Linked DNA regions of Gossypium hirsutum: region 1 is linked to region 2. A link is a contact called in public Hi-C data. All regions are on one chromosome and are shown on one strand. Each heading gives the region's core, a stretch centred on a gene start, on an enhancer-like site or on the middle of the called end of the contact. The rest is flanking DNA. Distances are from core to core; before and after follow the strand shown. Region 1 has its middle 14 kb from the start of LOC107924202. Region 2 has its middle 8.3 kb from the start of LOC107922985.

What was found. Hi-C and Micro-C count contacts between places; a contact is called where the count stands out from the background.
Region 1: a Hi-C map of leaf shows a contact between it and region 2, with 3 times the contacts expected there. The contact joins two enhancer-like sites. A contact is called at or near these places in 6 of 34 Hi-C or Micro-C datasets (leaf and an unstated tissue).

The regions. Positions count from the first base shown.
Region 1 is chrA11:16,494,497-16,498,345 of Gossypium_hirsutum_v2.1, forward strand. No RefSeq gene overlaps it. Among protein-coding and RNA genes, the nearest start is that of LOC107924202, 14 kb to the left of the region's middle. Within about 2 kb of position 1,920, at least 3 of the 9 cell types and tissues checked have an H3K27ac peak or open chromatin away from gene starts, as enhancers often do. A contact at or near this core is called in leaf, where this site is marked.
Region 2 is chrA11:16,392,480-16,396,376 of Gossypium_hirsutum_v2.1, forward strand. No RefSeq gene overlaps it. Among protein-coding and RNA genes, the nearest start is that of LOC107922985, 8.3 kb to the left of the region's middle. Within about 2 kb of position 2,607, at least 5 of the 9 cell types and tissues checked have an H3K27ac peak or open chromatin away from gene starts, as enhancers often do. A contact at or near this core is called in leaf, where this site is marked.

The DNA of each region.
Region 1 (3,849 bases), core at 670-3,169, 100 kb after region 2:
AGAATTTTAGAACCTTAAACCTTCTACAAACTAAACATCGCTTAAACATTTATCGAAACACATAAAAAGAAAACATAGCTTAAATTGTTTAATTAAGATGGCAATGGTATGCACTAATCAACACTACTAATATTAATGCAAAAACAATATTAAATGCTTTTACCTTTGAAATTCAGCACTTAATTCGTATAAGCTTAAAAGGAGCCATGGAAATTTTCAAAAAAAAAAAAAAGTCAAAAACAAAGAAAGAAGAAAAAGACAACCCAAAACTTGGTGTAAGATTTTTTCCTTCACCTCCACCACCCCTTTATTGGTGGGTCCTAAAAGGGTTATTATTAGGAAGGGACGATGTGGGATCCCATTCCCATATTATTTACCTTACTTTGATATCATTTGATATGATATCTCTCACCACTACCCACCACTTCCCCTTTCATCTTCGTCTTCGTCACCTCACTTCATATAGTTACCAACAATTTTTTTTTTCAATTTCAAAGTCAAATGTATTCTAACCATGTCCAATAATCTTTGATAATTTTAAACACGATATAGTTATATAAAATATAGTTAAAATAAAATAAAATAGAGACATGAAACATAAAATCATGTTAGTTCAGAGTAAAATATATTTTTATAATATTTGGTTTTGTTTTTGCATAAGAATAAACTATTGTTATATTTTAGTGTTGGAACTGAAATCTTTGTATATCTAAACTGACAAAGCTTTCACCTAAAACGATCAAATCTAAAGCTTTAATGAAGCAACAAACAAGGAAATGTAAGGAGAGGCATCAAAAAAGGTAATTAGTTTGGTGCTGAAAAGAAATATTTATTTTTTTATTACATAAAAAAATTTGATGAAACAACCTTTTACCGCAGCCCCATCAACTCATCATCACTGTTTAGCACGCGTTTCGGCTTAATATTTTGATTGTAGAAGTCATTGTTTGCGAGACAATATTATAGCATTGGCATCCTATGTTCCAACAATATCTTACACTGATTTGGGGCATGCAATAGTTTCTCGTAATGGAATGAAAAGTCCACTATTTATCAATTATCCAAAAATAAGAAAAGAAAATATTTTGGTATGTTATAATTTTTTTTAGGATAAACTACTTAAATAATCACTCAAGTTTATCTGTATTTTTATTTTGGTTACTCATTTAAAAAACTTGTTATTTTAGTTTTTTTTTAGATAAGTTGTAAGTTTTTAGTTAACCTACAGTTAAATACCTTTGGTCACTAGATACAATGCTGATGCAATCATATTTTAATTGGTGAAATAATAAATTTAATTTTTAACATTTTAACATTTTATACATTTTATCAATTTAATCTTAATTCTAAAAATATTCAACAAAATTTACCCACAAGTTAGAGATTATTATAGAAATACATAAAATTTAAATTAAAAAACATATAAAAATTGGTAGGTGAAACCAAAAAATAAAATGAAATCCGTATAAAGTTTAAATTAAAAATTAAAAACATATAAAATATAAATTAAAAAAATATAAAATTGGTAAAAAAAATACAAAAATACAAAATTTGAGCTCCACACTAACATATTTTTTAAATAACCACAATTTCAACTTTTCTTTTTTTAGAGACAGTTTCGACACTCTTTTTTACGTGCTACAGGACTTTGTAATGGTGAATTCTTATAAATTTATGAAGTTACCGAATAACTTTTTCTTCCAAAAAAATATAAATGTTAAATAGTATAAAAGAGAGATCAAAATTGTAAATTGACCATAAACTTATAATGAGATGGCATTGTACACGCGTGCCTTGGTATAGATTATTACATGAATTCAATTACAAAACAACAAATTTAAACATATAGTACAGCCACTATTTAGAGCCCAGCAATAACAAGGGTCAAACTTGTTAGGCTAATAGTCCCTCCTATCCATTCTGATTCTACAACAGGTTATAGGCTGGGCCGATTTGGATTTTCTTTTTCTGGCGTAATGTAAGTAGCACTCTTAAAAAGATAATTATTTGAGTGGCCAGCCATATGCAAACTTCTTCGTACTTAATGACATGAAAGGAAAACATAAAATGCGTTTCATATTCGTTTCCCAATATAAGTAACAAGGATAAATTTGAGGCAAGTACTTGAGATACATCTATCTATATATATAAATAGATATTTGTAAAGATTGAACGGTGATATTAGAGTTATTTTTCAAAATCCCACACCATTAAATTAATAATATGGTGCTCAAGACTTGTATATGAAAACACTAAAATTTTTAGTGGGTAGACCATGTACTGTATGCGATTACAACTTTGATATTAACGTTGGTTTAATAGAAACGTATAAATATGGTGCAATATTGACATTTGAAGGCAATCCATATTATTCACTTGGTACGTATAGCACCCCTAATCTAGGTGCATCTTACGAGATACAACCATTGATATGTGGTTTTCAATCTGAATTAGGGATTCAAGAGGATAGTGCAAAAGCTCCTAATCACGGTGAGGAACTTGATACGGAGGTAGATGAATTCAGTGACCCCCATGCTAATGCGGTTCCTGATGACGTCAAAGATGAAGAAGAGGGCAATGATTATGATGATGTCCCTTAGTCTAGGCAGCTTGCTAGTGGCATTGTTATACGGAACAAACTCTCGGCCCATATGTTAAATGTCAACCCTGTTGCAGCGCATACACATAAGTTCTCGGAATATTCAGATATATTAACTAGCCATATGTTGATGCCAAATGTAGAATTGGAAAAGTTACGAGTAAGGCGACTTCAGTCATGGTTGGTTGCGATGCAAGAGTAAACGTCGGGAACTAAGATTAGGCTACAAACACTTGATGCATACAACCAAGCTTACCAACCAGTGCCAGGAAAAAAAAAATCTTTCATCATTTATTCTGAACATTTTCTTAATTGTAAGTCGATTGTTGAAGTTGACAAAACTTGTCTTTAAAAGAAATGGAAAATAGAGAAAAGTAGCTTAAGTAAAATTAATGATGAGAAAAATTGTTTGTGATTTTTTTCGCACTAGTTTAAAAATAGTGCTGGGCTTTTACATAGGGGATTGAAGGGGGATGGGATTTTAATGGGGAAATTAAATAGGGTTTAAGCCTGTTGATTGATTCAGATTATTGCCTCCTTCGTACTAACATGACATTGAAAAAAAAATTATTCAAATCACCCTTTAAAATGGCGATTTGGTGCCAAACATTTATACCACGGTTCAAAAAGTATTGTTCTCGTAAATAATTTGGGTAATTAATTTTTAAATTTATATTATTTTAATTAAAGAGCCAAACCTATACACTTGGATAAAGAATACTTAAATTTGAAGCTTGAGAAGGTGTTTTGACTTTATTTAAGAAAATTACAATCAAAATTACTACAATTAAAAAGGTAAAGGAGATAGACAAATTGAGAATTGATGAGCTCAGAAGTTTATTACCAACTTTTAAAATGAATCTTGATAAGATAATGAAAAAACAAAGTCAAAGGCGAGAAAAATATTGTTTTGTAAGCTTTAGCTCTAGTTACAATTAAGGGTAAATCTCCCATAGAAGAATTGTAAGAGTTTTTACTTGCTCATAACTTTAATAGAGCATTCACGAAGTTGACTAAGAGAAGGAAAAAGTTTGATGCAAATAGAAAACTTGCAAAGTTAAGAGTGTAAGGGAGTTCTACAAGAAAAAATACAATGACATTAATGTGATGACTTTAGTTATATTCAAATTGAAGGTGCAAATATCTTGAACATAAGGAAAAAACATCACTGAGCTACATAATGATGAAGATATGTAATAGTTAATAATCCATCGTTGAATTTAATATTTTATTCATATAGACATGCATGT
Region 2 (3,897 bases), core at 1,357-3,856:
GAAGGAGATTGGCCACATTGCTTGGAATTATTTTAAGGATCTATTCGAGACCTCAATTAATTTTGATATGATTAGGGACTTACAGCATATCCCTAGTTACATTGATGAGGAGACCAACCGACTATTGACGGATGTCTTTACGAATGAGGAGATCGTGAGGGCTTTTAAACAAATGGATCAGCATAAGGCACCTGGGATCGATGGGCTCTCAGAGAGTTTTTTAAGGATCATTGGTCCACGGTGGGAGATGACGTCCTGAAATTATGCCATGATATTCTTAAGGGCGAGAAAAGTGTCGGTTGTGTTAATGAAACTTTAATTGTTTTGATCCCAAAGATTAAAAATCCTTGTGAAATGGCTAACTTCCGTCCCATCAGTCTTTGCAGGGTGATCTACAAAATGGTTGCAAAGACTCTTGCTAATCGGCTTAAGGAGGTCCTCTATCTGTGCATAAGCCAAAACTAAAGCGCTTTTGTCCCTAATCGGATGATCCACGACAATGTTTTAATGGCCCATGAGCTCGTGCACTATCTCCGTAGCTGCTCAAAAAATAGCCCGAATAAATGATGTGTGGTCAAGCTCGATATGAGCAAAGCTTATGACCCTCTGTTTGGATTAATAAAATCATGGATTGTGTGTGTACTGTCCATTATAGGGTTAAATGCAATAAGTATCTTTCTGATGTTGTTATCTTGGAGAGGGGGCTCCGGCAAAGGGACCCTCTTTCTCCTTATTTGTTCCTCTTCTGTATGGATACCCTTTCTCATATGCTTATTCATGCGCAAGAGTCTCATACTATTAAGGGCATCCGAGCTAATATTAATGGCCCCAAGATTAATCATCTCTTCTTTGCTGATGATGCCCTTTTGTTTGTTAGGAATAAACAAAGTGAAGTGCTGGCGTTCACAAAGATCCTGGAAACCATTGAACGAATGTCGAGTCAACGCATCAACTTCGAAAAATCCATGGTGTATTTTAGCCCCAACACCCTTGCTTCCCAGCGCAAAAGTCTTAGCAGATTACTTAAGATGAAAGTGGTGACTAGTCTTGATGCTTATCTGGGCCTTCCTATCCCGGTTGGTAAGAAGAAGTCTGAAGCGTTCAAAAGTATATTGGATTACATGGCTAATAGGATTAATAGCTGGTCCAAGAGGCTTTTATCCTACGGTGGGAAAGAAATATTCATCAAGTCGATTCTTCAAGCCATCCCTTCTTATGCTTTCTTGGTTTTCTATACCCCAAATAGCGTTTTGGAGGACCTTCAGTCTATGGTTGCTTGGGTCTGGTGGGGTGGAAAAGATCGTAATAGAAGCTGGCATATGCTCTCGTGGGACTGTATGTGTTTCCTTACAGATATGGGGGTCTTGGGTTCAGGGACCTTCGGCGCTTTAATGTGGCTTTGCTTGGAAGGCAGGTGTGGCGCCTTATGAGCTGTAGAGACACGCTCTGCTATAGAGTGCTGAGGGAAAAATATTTCCTGGACGGAGATGTCCTTCATTCGAAGCAGGTTGATAAACCCTCTTTCCCGTGGCAGAGCATTTCTAAAGCCGCGAGTATTTTGTATGAGGGTTTTGGTTGGACCGTGGGTTGGGGGATAAGATTGACATTTGGCGTGACAATTGGGGATTCGAAGGGCTTTCGGGTGCCTCAATCAGGCTTGATAGACAAGCGGTCCAAGTGAACAAGGTGAGTGACCTATTGAATAATGAAAAAGTCAGTTGGAACAAGAGTAGGATTTTTGAGATCTACGGTGATTTTTTGGGGGACCAAATATGTAAAATCCCCCTTTTCCATAATAGTCCTGATGATTATTATATCTGGTACCATAACCCCTTTGGTTACTATTCTACCAAGTCTGTTTACTCTTGGTTGACGCTGAAGCATGTGGGGTATGGCCCTCATAGGAACTTTTGGAGATTGGCCTGGAAAATTCAAACCCTCCCGAAAATTAAGATTTTTTGCTGGCATTTAGGGCATGATATTTTCCCTTCGTATGAGAAAATTTCTAGCATTCGGAAGGAGGTTAATAGCAATTGCCCGAGATGTGAGAGCGACAAGGAGACCCTCATCCATGCTATGAGAGATTGCCCGAGGGCTAGGGCGGTCTTGGTTTATGGTGGTTTAAATAATAAAGTTCTCGAAGGCACTTACAGTAGATGTGTGGATTGGCTCGAGGATGTGGCTCGCATGCTGGATAAGAAGGCGCTCTCTGACTTGATTACGGTGCTGTGGAACATTTGGAATAGTCGGAATAATAAAGTTTTCCATGACAAGGAGGACGATGCCATGGTGACCTGGGACAGTACTGCTACTTTAAGTCGTGATTTCCGTATATTCAACTTTTTAGAGTGCCTGATGATTCTGAAACTAGAGAGAGAGCAGAGCTGGCGGAAGCCTGACTAAGGGACGGTTAAAATTAATTTCGACGCTAATATGAATAGGAGGAAGATCTGCTTCGGTATTGTGGCGAGGGACCATGAAGGCTTTGTTCTCGGCGGTCAAGCGGGTGTGCTGGAGAAGAAAGTTCAAGCCGAATGCGCCGAGCTGCATGCGCCAGAGGAGAGCATTATTTTTGCCCAGACTAAAAGTTGGACCAAGCTGATTTTTGAGTCGGATTGTGTGGGATTCATCAACCGACTCAATAAAATAAAAATTGACTATTCTACTATGGGTCATTGCATCAAGTACATCATTAATAAGCTAAAACAGTGCTGTAATTTTAGCTTTAGTTTTGTTTGGACCCCGCGTGGTTGTAACAAAGTTGCGGATAGTCTTTGTAATTGGGCTAATGTCCAGAATTGTATTACAGATTTTGATATGGATTATCCTTCGGAAATTCATGATTTTATTTTACGGGATGCTATAAAATGATATTGACCTTTGGGTCTTTTTATCCAAAAAAAAGTAACTTACATCACCCCCGCAAGGTTAACATAGTACTTTTATATTCGATCACCCATATAGATAAGGTGAAACAACGATTGGAATTGCTTTTCTCAAAAGAATCGGGAAATAAACTGAAAAAAATTCGGATAAACCATAATAGGTTCAGTTCCCAAGAAATATTGGAGGAATCATAGACAATCCCGCTTAAAACCCAATCTCTTAGATGAAATATCACAATAATGTAATTTAATAAAACATCGAAATTTTAGAGAGTAAGAATGAGAGAAATGAGAGAATTGTATTTTCTTTGTTTTTTGTGTTATGAAAAATGAGAGAACTGACCCTTTATTCATACAGTTTTTTGAAGGGTAAAGTAGTAAAATCGTAGAGGCAAAAATATAAAATATAGGCACGAATTGGGCTGGGCAGCAATGCGCGTGTGTTAGACCTTTAGCTCCAATTACTAAGTGAGAAAAAGAGTCAAGTCTATTCATAAACCCTTTTAAAAGCTTATGCCTAACCAATGTGGGATTGTCCTTTTCTTTTGCATTACCAACTTTCCCTCACAAATGGAAAAGAATCATAAAATTTTGTAAACATAAGAAAAAGGTAAGACACAAGAAGAGCAATAGCAAAATTAGCCGCTTAAGCACTAGTATCTTGTGGATTTGAACTAATACATAGAGAAATGAGTGATTCTTCTCTTTAACAAGTGAACGAATCTTGAACTTGTTAAGATAAGGATTAACTCATGACGCACGACTAATCTCAGAACCAATTGATGTTCCGCGATAGATCAACATGTCTTAGGCAATACATCTTGGGATGTTGGTAAGTGCTTAGAAAGATTGCCCAATATCTTTCTTAGAAGGTGGCTAGTTCTTCACACTTACGTAAGTAATTTCATCAAGTCTATCTCAATATAGACCAACCGAAATAAGGGCTATGAAATCATTAAGAGCATTTTATTAAGCTCATCCTCTCAAATTTAAGTTTGGTGAATTCATCAAG